Linked DNA regions of Sus scrofa: region 1 is linked to region 2. Evidence: chromatin contacts called from public Hi-C data. All regions are on one chromosome and are shown on one strand. The core of a region is the stretch at or near the end of the contact, and the rest is flanking DNA. Distances in the headings are between cores, read along the strand shown.

Region 1 (5,088 bases), core at 783-3,282, 77 kb after region 2:
CCTGATATAGTCCTTCCAATGGCTTCTGTGGCAGATACTGTGCTTTTATCCTATTGCCTTTCTCCCTTTTACTTTGGTAATTGGACCTCTGAAGTTTAGATGAGCACATAGAAGCCCAAAATAAAGGAGACATTTTCCAGAGTCCCTCCTTGCACTTAGGTGTGGACATGTGACTGAGTTCTGTCCAGGGAGAGCCAGTGAGGTTGTATGCATGTCCTTAAAAGGAGCAGGCTCTTTCCTGCTGCTGTAACACACATGATGGCTGAAGCTGGAATAGAGGGGAGCATGGGAGTGGAGGTAATGCAGTGGGGAGCAAAACGATCGGAGTGTGGTCCCCCACACAGTGGAGCAACCCGCCAGCCCTGGAACACTTACCTGGACTTTTCCATGAGAGAGAAAAAACTTCATCTAAGGCCCAATTATTTGAGGTATTCTGTCATCGACAGACTTCTTTTTTTCTTTTTTTTTAAGGCCACATCCGTGGCATATGGAAATTCCCCAGGATAAGGGTAGAATCGGAGCTACAGTTGCCGACCATAGCCAGGGCCACAGCCACGCCAGATCCAAGCCTCATCTGCAACCTACACCACAGCTCACAGCAATGCCAGATCCTTAACCCACTTAGTGAGGCCACGGTCAAACCTGCATCCTCACACATTCTTAACCCGCTTAACCTGTCGGGTTCTTAACCCGCTGAGCCAGGAGGACTCCAAGGGACCTAATTCTAACTAATACAGCGTCCCATCACACTTAGAAGAAAATCCAAATCCTTACCAAAGTCTGGAAGGTTCTACATGATCAGTTTCCACTTCAGTATAATCCACCCCCACCACCCCCACTCTCCCCTCACTCACCACACTCCAGTCACTCTGCTTTCCTTTCTCTGCGTCCACACACCAGGCTTCTTCATGCTTTAAGGCCTCCACAGGTGCTGTTTCTCCTGCCTGGGTTGCTCCTTCTCAAATCTCCTCACAGCTGACTCCTCTTTAGTTACTCAGGTCTTACCTTAAATATCACAGCTTCTGAGATGGTTCCCTGACTGGTCTGAAATACCCAAGTCATCACTTTTAGGATACCTTATTTTGATTCTCTGCCTAGAACTAATCACCTGCTGCTGATTCTCTGATTTATTGTCTGCCTCCCCGACTAGAATGTAAGCTCCATGAGGATAGGAATTTTGACTGGTTGGTGCACTGCTATACTCCCCGCATCTACAGCTGTGCCTGAAACCAAGTGTTTGTCAAATGAATGGTCAAATACTGTTCCACGGATACTGTGATGGTTAAAAGCAGAGTTTCTTTCTTTTTTTTTTTTTTTTTTTTTTTGTCTTTTAGGGCTGCACCCGTTGCATAGGAAGGTTCCCAGGCTAGGGGTCCAATTGGAACTGTAGCTGCCAGACTACGCCAGAGCCACAGCAACGCAGTTACAAACAGCATCTGCACCCTACACCACAGATCACGGCAATGCCGGATCCTTAACCCACTAAGCGAGGCCAGGGGATCTAACCCGCGTCCTCGTGAAAGCTAGTAGGGTTCGCGAACCGCTGAGCCACCACGGGAACTCCAAAAGCAGAGTTTCTGAAGTCAAATGACCTAAATCAGAAACCTGGCTGGGCCACGAAAGTTGCATGACCTACAGCAAGTTGTATACCTAAAGCTCTCTGTACAATGAGATTTCCTACGGCACAGGGTAGGAGTAAATACAGAAGCGTATAGAAAGCACTCTTTCCCCTTCTCCCTTCCTTCCTCTGAGAGCCCCCTACCCTGGGCGCCTCATACAGCCACTTCCCTTCGACTTTGAGTTCCTCTCAGCACAGTCTAGCTGAGACTAGGCCTTTGAAATTTAGCGGGAAATAACACCTGGCAGGAGGACCAGAGCTGCGCACGCGCGGGACACCCACTCTTTCTCGCGCGCTATCTTTGCGGCCTCGACAGCCAGTAGAGTCAGCGTGGAGGCCGAGTTCCGAGGACTCACCAATCGAGTGTGGGAGGCGGGCCGCCCTGGAGGCAGTGGCGAGAGGGGGCGGGGACAAGGAGAGAGCACGCACGGTGCTCGCGGCCAGGGTCTCTGCAGGCCAATCCGAGGGGCCTGAGGTCTGAAGGCAGTGGGGCGTGGCGTTGGCGGCTCCCTCAATTCTAGACCGTCCAATGTCGCGCCAATCAGAGTGAGGAGGCGGAGGAGACTAGCCAATCAGCGTGCAGGACAGGCGAAGCAGGGGGTTGAGGAGTCTCGCGCGGATGCCGCCGGCTCCCTAGCTTCTGTCAGGGGAGCCGGGCGTGCAGAGGCGGCAGAGGAGGCGGGAAGGCGGCAGTGGTTGAAGGGGCGATTGCTGACTTGCCGGGAGGAGGTCTGCGGGATTGAGCGGCCATGGTGATGGCGGCGAAGAAGGGCCCAGGACCAGGTGGCGGGGTCGGCGGGGGAAAGGCGGAGGCAGAGGCGGCCTCCGAGGTGTGGTGTCGTCGGGTGCGGGAGCTGGGAGGCTGCAGCCAGGCCGGGAACCGCCACTGCTTCGAGTGCGCCCAGCGCGGGGTCACCTACGTGGATATCACTGTGGGCAGCTTCGTCTGTACCACCTGCTCCGGCCTCCTGTGAGTGGAACGACACGGGGGGAGGACAGGGAAGAAGCAGCGGAGTGTTGGCGTTGGGGACAGTGGGACCCCGGGCAGAGGGACAGAGCTGAGGTTGGGGGCGGCGGGGAGGCCTGGGACGCGCGGGATGTGCAGAGAGGGTCGTCTGCTGCAGAATTGTCATGGGAAAGGGAGAGGATCAGAGGAGACAAGACACGCTTGGAGTCGCGTTGCAGGGGAAAGGAAGGAAATGAGAGAACTGGAGAAACTCCCTAAAGGAGGCGACAATTGAAGGATTCTGGGGGTGAGGGGGTTAGAGATTTTAAAAGCTGGAAGATGACAAAAACACCTTGAAAGGGAACTTCGTGTAGGTGGAGGGCAAGCAAGAAAGCAATAGAGCAAGCTAGGCTCAGAATGAAGGGGTACCTTTCTTCCCTCTGGCTTGTGCCCATCCTGGAGTGTGGGACGGAGAAAACGATTTAAAATAGGTAAGTTAACCCACCTCGACAAGAAGAGATAATGGCAGGTACAGAGCCCTGTTCCAATGTTCAGGAGAAGATTCTAATCTTTGGAATGCTACCCAGAGGGAAATTTCTTACAAATCTAAGAGATGCTGGTGGATTGCCCTGTTAGAGAACTTAACTTTTCCAAAGGTTTGGGGTTCTGGGTGAGCCATCCTTAAGTGTAATAATTTACACTTTTAAGCTCCTTGTTGCCATGCCTTGCTCCTGGTAGTAGCATCTGGCAGCTCTTCCTAGATTTGAGGGGGCTTTGTTGTATAATCTGCAATGCTACCCTAGAGGTTGGCACTCTGTTTGGTCATGCCTGAGCTAATTTAGAGCCATGGTTCCAGCCCAGATTTCTGGTTACATAGTAAGGTTCTTCTTACCCCTTAGGGAATTATCTGGTTAGATGCATGACTAACATGTGATACCAAGCCTGTCTATTTTTTATAAGTTTATCAAGGGATTTATTTTGACTTTTTAGTATGAATACATTGGTTGGTTGATTTCATTTTTAACTAGGAGTGCATCCCTTGTTTCTTCTCACACCTTTAGGAGCCGAAGAGGGAGCAGCATTGTTCTTGCGTGACAGATGGGAGAACAGAACCAAAGAGAGGTTTAGTAACTTATTCAGTGCCAGATGGGGGTTGCTGTTTTCAGCCTTTGTTGTTTGATATTAGCTCTGATCATGGCAGAACAGAAATGAGAATCCAGGTCTCCTCATACAGTTTAGGATTTCTCTATTCAGTTTTTACCTCCTTAGTCAATCTTCTATGTTGATCAACCTCGCTCGTGTGCTGTGAGGATAGACCTGATTTTAGCCTAAGTGAAAAGCACTGTGGCTCTTGGGACAGTGGTTTAGAACCAAACAGGAATGTGTCAAAAGTACAGAGAGGCTCAAATGAAGTAGAAGGATAGAGACCTGAGGCTGGGACCTACTTTGAGGAGAATAGGAGCAAAGTTTAGGAATATTTATAGCATAGTGTAGAAAGCAGATTCCTGAAGATCCTGTTATGAAAAGGCAAATCTGATTATAGAGTCTGGAGAGAAGTAAAAGGAAGCAGGGGGATAAAATTGATGGCATACCAGAGTCTAGGCCCCAAGAAGAAAATGTTAGGAAACAGTGTTAATTCATTCCCATGGTTACTGTGATGGCATGAAAGATAAAATACTGAATAAATGGCAAGTGCTGACATCATTATCATTAGTTCATAGATCTTGGTTTAAAGTATCCTGTAGATAACATTTCCCTTCTACAATGAATATCCCTCAATCAGGACAGAAGGAGGGCCAAGGGATGTGGCTCACATTAAAAACCTGGTTTCTTCTGCTGGAAAAGTTAACTCCTTCATATCAGTGCACAATTTGCAGAACTTTCCCACTTTCCCCTGTGGTCTTTATTGTTGATCTCACTGCTGACAAGTCAAAACATCTGTGATCTGGACAGACACTGGGTGGAGGTAAGTGTGGCCTAAGGATTGATTAATAGAGAAGTATTTTAAGAGGCTTGTCTCTGTCTGTGGTGTATGAACTTGCAACTAGGGGCTTAGCTCCTTAAGAACTTAAGTTACAGTAGGACCAGGTAGGGGGAGTCCACCAACCCTCCCCTCCTTTTTTTAGTTTCAAAAAATTCTAGAAAGAATATTTTTGCCTAGTATTTTTGGCGAAGCATTATGAGAATCGCTCAGAATGATTCTTGCGACAGTAGACTTGAGGGAACACATTTTGATAGTTGGGAAATGAGAAGCTAGGCCACCCCTTTGTTAGCCGGAAGAGTGAAGGGTCAAGAAGCTGGACCAATACGTGAAGCTGCACTGAAGGCATATAGAGATGATAAGGAGAGACAGGTCAGAAGCAGCTCTACAAGAAAGCTTTGACATCCCTGGCTGGGAAGGGCTGCCCTGGTTCTGGTGGTTTGGTACTTCTCCTTTGCTAATTGGAATTGTAATTAGCATACACTAGGACAAGGCATATAAAGCTTGAAGGGGAGCGGGGGCTTCACAAAGTGTTACCTGTGT
Region 2 (5,271 bases), core at 1,643-4,142:
TTTAGACAAAGGGGACAGTTTGAGTTTTTTCCCAAGGGTGATAGGAAGCCCTTGCAGGGTTTAAGCAGGGCAGGGACATGTTCCGATGTGTGATGAATAGATTGTAGGGAATCCCAGGGAAAAAGATGAGATTTGACACTGTCGGTAAATCACGATGATGAAGGGAAGGAAGGGAGATGGGGCGGAACTGAGAACTGAGCAAGAGCATCTGGGACCAGCACTCTTGTTGGCTCCCCACATCCCCAGGGACCCCTTCTCTAATAGGGTAAGTGGATTTTGAAAATAAAGAAAGACCTCTGGAGTTCCCATCATGGCGAGGCGGAAAACAAATCCGACCAGCATCCATGAGGACATGGGGTTCAATCCCTGGCTTTGCTCAGTAGGTCAGGGATCCGGCATTGCCATGAGCTATGGTGTAGGTCACAAACGAGGCTTCAATCCCTTATTGCTGAGGCTGGGGCTGGGACTGGCAGCTGGAGCTCTGATTTGACCCCTAGCCTAGGAACTTTCAAGTGCCGTGAGTGCAGCCCTAAAAAGCAAAAAAAAAAAGCAGACCTCTATCCCAGCCGAGCCCACCCATAGCCCTACCAATTCTGCCACAGGGAGTGGAGCAGCCTTGGGAGAGGGGAGGGAATGCCTGGGGTCTGATGGGGTCGGGGGAGGTGTCCAAGGTAGGATTTGTGCTCTAGTCTGTCATTGGGAGGCAGATTTCTCCAGGGGTCACGCCATCCTCCACTGCTCTCTAGGAAGAGAGGGCTGGGTGGGTAAGAATTCCGCCCCCCCCCCCACATCTCCACCCCAGGAGATCCTATATGCTTTCCTTCCAGTTGGGAAATTCTTCCTCATGTCCCAACACAAGTTTTCTCCAGGGGTGTGGACTGAATTATTTAGGATGGGGAAGAAGGAGGCCACCCGGGTGCACTGAGACATCTAGGAAAAGCAAGTTCTATGGACTTTCCCCCTCCTTCCCATCCTCTTCTCTCCCACAGGTCTCCAGCCCCCGCTTGGCCAAGCCCAGACAAGACTCTATCATGCCTGGGGAGAGAGAGACAGATGGGAGGTGCCAGCTTGGCTGCTGGCTGAACTCACCTTTCTTTCCTCTCTCCTCACATTCCCAAGACGCTGAAGAAACCAAAGAAGAATGGAAGCAGTATTCCTTCCCCCAAGCCCACAGCCTCAAGACCATCGGCTCCTGGGCCTATAGCTACTTGCAGTGACCCTCAGGGGGCTTTACCCTACCCTACCCTCCTCTCACTGGAACCCTAAGTCCCCAGTAGGAAGAGGAACACATCTCTAAGGACTTGGAGGGGCTGATGCTGGATCTTAGACAGAGAGGCACTACTCCAAAGCCCTAAGACCCATTAAATCTCAAACTTCCTGGGACACAGACCCTGTACCACCTTTTCAGCCCCAGAAAAGTTCCTGGCACTTATGGACAGGTGGTGAATAACCAGTAAGTGAAAGCCCCAGATTTGAGCCCCCCGGTATTACAATATTTTGAGGCCCTGCCTGGCTTCAGGCTAAACTCAGCACTCATTCCTGGCGAAGTCACCGTGTTCATGTATGGAACACCTGCTATGTTACGTGTGTGTACCTGTAATATGTCCTGTGGGAGCCAGACTCATTCATAGGACGAATGAAAAGCTACATGACCTTAAACATACCCCGTTCTGTCCCTCAATTTTCCTCGCGAAAAAATGGAAGTGATAAGACTTCATCATAAAGCTATTGTGAGAGTTACTTAGAACAAGATATAAGAATAGTCACGGTGGGTGTTTGATAAGTGTGAGCGATATTACCAGGACTGTAAATGTTGGGGCACCGTGCACAGCTAACAGGATCAGGGTAGCAGAGCTGCAGGGCATAGGGCTGGGTAGCCCACTGCTACTCCGGTCTTTTGGGAGAGGCCACCCAGATTCCCAGCAATGGAGCCCAACCCTGCCAGAGTTGCGGATGAGGGAGATGGCGGCAGGAGAATTTGCTGACTCTTCTAGTGAACTGGGTGCTGGGAATCTGCAAACCGTCCCTGCTGTTCCTCTCTGGCCCCCAGCCTTGCTCACGCCCACCACCTGCTCCTCAGGGCCGACCTCTCCCGGACCAAGACCCAGCGACACAGCAGTCCCTCCCTCGGTCCCGGGGCCTCTGCTGCCCTCTAGGCTCGGGACCTGCTGCCAACCTTTGCTCTCCCCCACCTCCAAGCCCTGTAACTCTGACATCCCAGAATTTTGCCGTCTGGCGAAATATCCACGCTTTTCCTTGGCGAACCACCTCTGCGCCTCCGCGTGGCCTGGGTAAGCGGGTGAGCTAAGCCGTAGAGGGAACTTGCGGCTCCTCGGTCTTCCCTTGTGTTGTCCCCTTCCCCTCTACCTCCCTCCGGAAGGCCAAGGCCTCCCGCCCGGCCTTCGCTCCCGCGGCGTCAGGCGGACACCCTCCCGAGTCTTCCGACTGCGACCCCGGCGGCCCCGCCCCCAGCCCGGGCCCTCTGCCCCCGGCAGCGCCACGTCGCCGCGGGGAACCCTGGGAAGTGTAGTTTTCCGCAGCTCTCAGTGGGGGCGTGGCTAGACGGCCCGCTGTTTGTCCGCCGACCCCAGGCGCAGGGCACTGACCCTCGCCCTGGCCGAGCCGGGGAGCGCCAGAGAGGCAGGGCCGTGGGCTGCGGAGGCGGAGTTTCCTGCGAGGTGTCATTCGCTGTGGGGTCTTGGACAAGTCCCATAACATCTGCAGCAGTCTCACTTGTGGGATTTCCAGGGAGAGCGTGGGCTCCGCATCTGGTACCCAGCGTGTCCTCGATGGATGGGCGCCGAAGCTATTGCTACTGGCCGGGCAGAGTTGCCAAAGGCAATCAGCTCCTAAAAGGCTTGTGGGCCCAACCCCGCGCCCCCCCACCCTCCCTGTTCTCAGGTGACTCTCCCTGTCCCACTCAAGTTCCCCTCTTTGCCTCTGGTCAACCACAAACACGCTTCTACATCTACTCAGAAATATCTGATATTTATTTCCCAACAGTTTGATAATTTTTTACAAATTGAATAAAAGGAATGAAGGGGAATATGTGTGACCCCAGGCCAGGCCTTGGGGTCCTGATAAGAGGTGACAGTATGAAAACTTCTCCTCACTCACAACCCGTGGCCTGCTGCCCCAACCTCTCCTATCAACCTTACCTAAGAGTGAGGTGAGGGCTGAGGATGTGGGGTTCCCACCTTAGAGGGGACTCCGGGCATCCTGTTTCAGGCTCTGAACTGGGTCAGTTTGGGGGCAGGTGTGGGCCCGGATGTGGCGCCGACGCCGCCTCTCCTGCCTGCGGGCCAGCTGCCGCAGTTGTTTCCGAATGGCCCACAGCACCAGGTACACTTCCCGAAGCATCTCAGCCTCTCGAGACTCCAAAGGGGAACGAGTCTTCATTTGGGAGGCAACTGAGGTAGAACTCACAGATGACTGTGAAAAAGAGAAGATGAGCGCAAGTGAATAGCACAGTCTAGGGAGAAACTGCTGGTGGGACCACCTGCAGATAAACAGCAAAGCCTTGTCTAATTCCACCTCCTCTGTCAGGCCTTAGCTTGGGCACTGCCTCCTCCAGGAGGCCTTCTCGGGTTGTCTCTGCTCTTGTGTTTGTCCATATCAGGTTTTTCTTTTTTGTCTTTTTCTTATTAGGGCCGCACCTACAGCATAAGGAAGTTCCCAGGCTAAGGGCTGAATCAGAGCTGCAGCTGCTGGCCTACGGTACAGACACAGCAACACCTGATCTGAGCCACATGTGCAAAACTACGCCGCAGCTTGTGGCAATGCCAGATCCTTAACCCACTGAGGAAGGCCAGGAATGGAACCTGCATCCTCACAGACACTGTGTCAGGTTCTTAACCTGCTGAGCCACAATGGAAACTCCCCATTTGTTTTATATGCTATTTGTTTTATAGACTCATCTGTTCTCAATACCAGCATATTATACATTTTATATGCTATTTGTTCTCTAGACTCATCTGTTTTCAATACCAGCATACAAGCTCCTGGAAGGCAAGGACCATGTCTGACGAACCTTTGAGTCCCCACTAGGATTTCATGAGGAGTGTATTAAAATGAAGGACAGAATGACACCTTGACCTCTGTCTCCAACCCAGAGCTCTCTCCTGGCCTCCAGGCCTGTATATCCCACTGCCTCCTAGACATCTCCCTGCACATGTCCTTCCAACATCTTCACTCATCCTGCCGCATTTCCCTAAACTCATCACTTTCTCCCCTAAGCCTGCTCCGCTCCGAGCAAATGGCTCCAGCCTGCTTGTACTTCCGTCTCTCCCTCTCCCCTCACCACATCCAACCACCTGGTACAACAATTCTACCTCCTAAATACCACTCCAGTCTCTTAACTTGTACTTCCCAGTGCCTCTCCCCCCATCCAGAACATCCTTCCCTCTTAGCCTGGACCACAACCCTCAGTGGATCTTCCTGCCTCTCTCCTCTTGGCCCTTTCTGACCTCCCTCTACAGGGCGGTCAGGTGAACTTTTAAAAAATTATTATTGGAGTGCCTGTCGTGGCACAGAGGAAACAAATCCGACTCAGAACCATGAGGTTGCGGGTTTGATCTTTGGCCTTGATCAGTGGGTAAGGATCCGGCATTGCCGTGAGCTGTGGTGTAGGTCGCATACATGGCTCGGATCCAGTGTTGCTGTGGCTGTGATGTAGGCCAGCAGCTGTAACTCTGCTTCGACCCCTAGCCTGACAACTTCCATATGCCGCAGTACGGCCCTAAAAAGAAAACAAAAAACAAAAAAACAAGAATGGTGTATATAACAAGGACCTACTGTATAGCACAGGGAACTCTACTCAACATTTTCTAATAAACCTATATGGGAAAAGAATATGAGAAAGAATAGATATATGTATACGCATACATGAGTCACTTTGCTGTACACACAAAACTAAAACATTGTAAATCAACTATACTCCAATATAAAATGAAACTTTTTAAAAAAGAATGGTATATAATATAAATGGAATCTTAGGCAATATAACCTTTCGGGATTGTTTTCACCCAGCATTATTCCCTTGAGATCCATCCAAGTGGTTGCATTTGCATCCACAGAGCTCATTTTTAGGGTTGAGGAGCAGCCCATGGTATCAGTATATCACTGTTTAACCATATTCACCCACTGAAGGGCCTTTGGGTTGGTGTGGGCTCTTATGAATAAAGCTGCTGAGAACATGCAGATGCAGATGTGTGTGTGAACATAAAATTTCATTTCTCTGGGATAAATGCCCCAGTGTAGTTACTGGGCCAC

The links. A called contact is a pair of places that touch in the nucleus more often than the background predicts.
Region 1: a Hi-C map of embryonic fibroblasts shows a contact between it and region 2, with 2.0 times the contacts expected there. The contact joins the promoter of AGFG2 here to the promoter of LOC110259879 in region 2. A contact is called at or near these places in 1 of 5 promoter capture datasets (liver), 8 of 47 Hi-C or Micro-C datasets (blood, brain, embryonic fibroblasts and 5 more) and 2 of 2 datasets of contacts at active chromatin or transcription factors (alveolar macrophages and skeletal muscle).

Annotation. Positions count from the first base shown.
Region 1 is chr3:8,466,017-8,471,104 of Sscrofa11.1, forward strand. It overlaps AGFG2 (arf-GAP domain and FG repeat-containing protein 2), which reads left to right and starts at 2,033. Exons shown (of 13, transcript XM_005661910.3): 1 at 2,033-2,588. The coding sequence starts at 2,368.
Region 2 is chr3:8,387,976-8,393,246 of Sscrofa11.1, forward strand. LOC110259879 reads right to left here and starts at 2,893. Exons shown (of 2, transcript XM_021086226.1): 1 at 2,368-2,893; 2 at 463-1,122. The coding sequence starts at 2,718. The coding sequence ends at 1,030. It overlaps LOC100514038 (TSC22 domain family protein 4), which reads right to left. Exons shown (of 6, transcript XM_013995454.2): 6 at 2,970-3,432. The coding sequence ends at 3,199.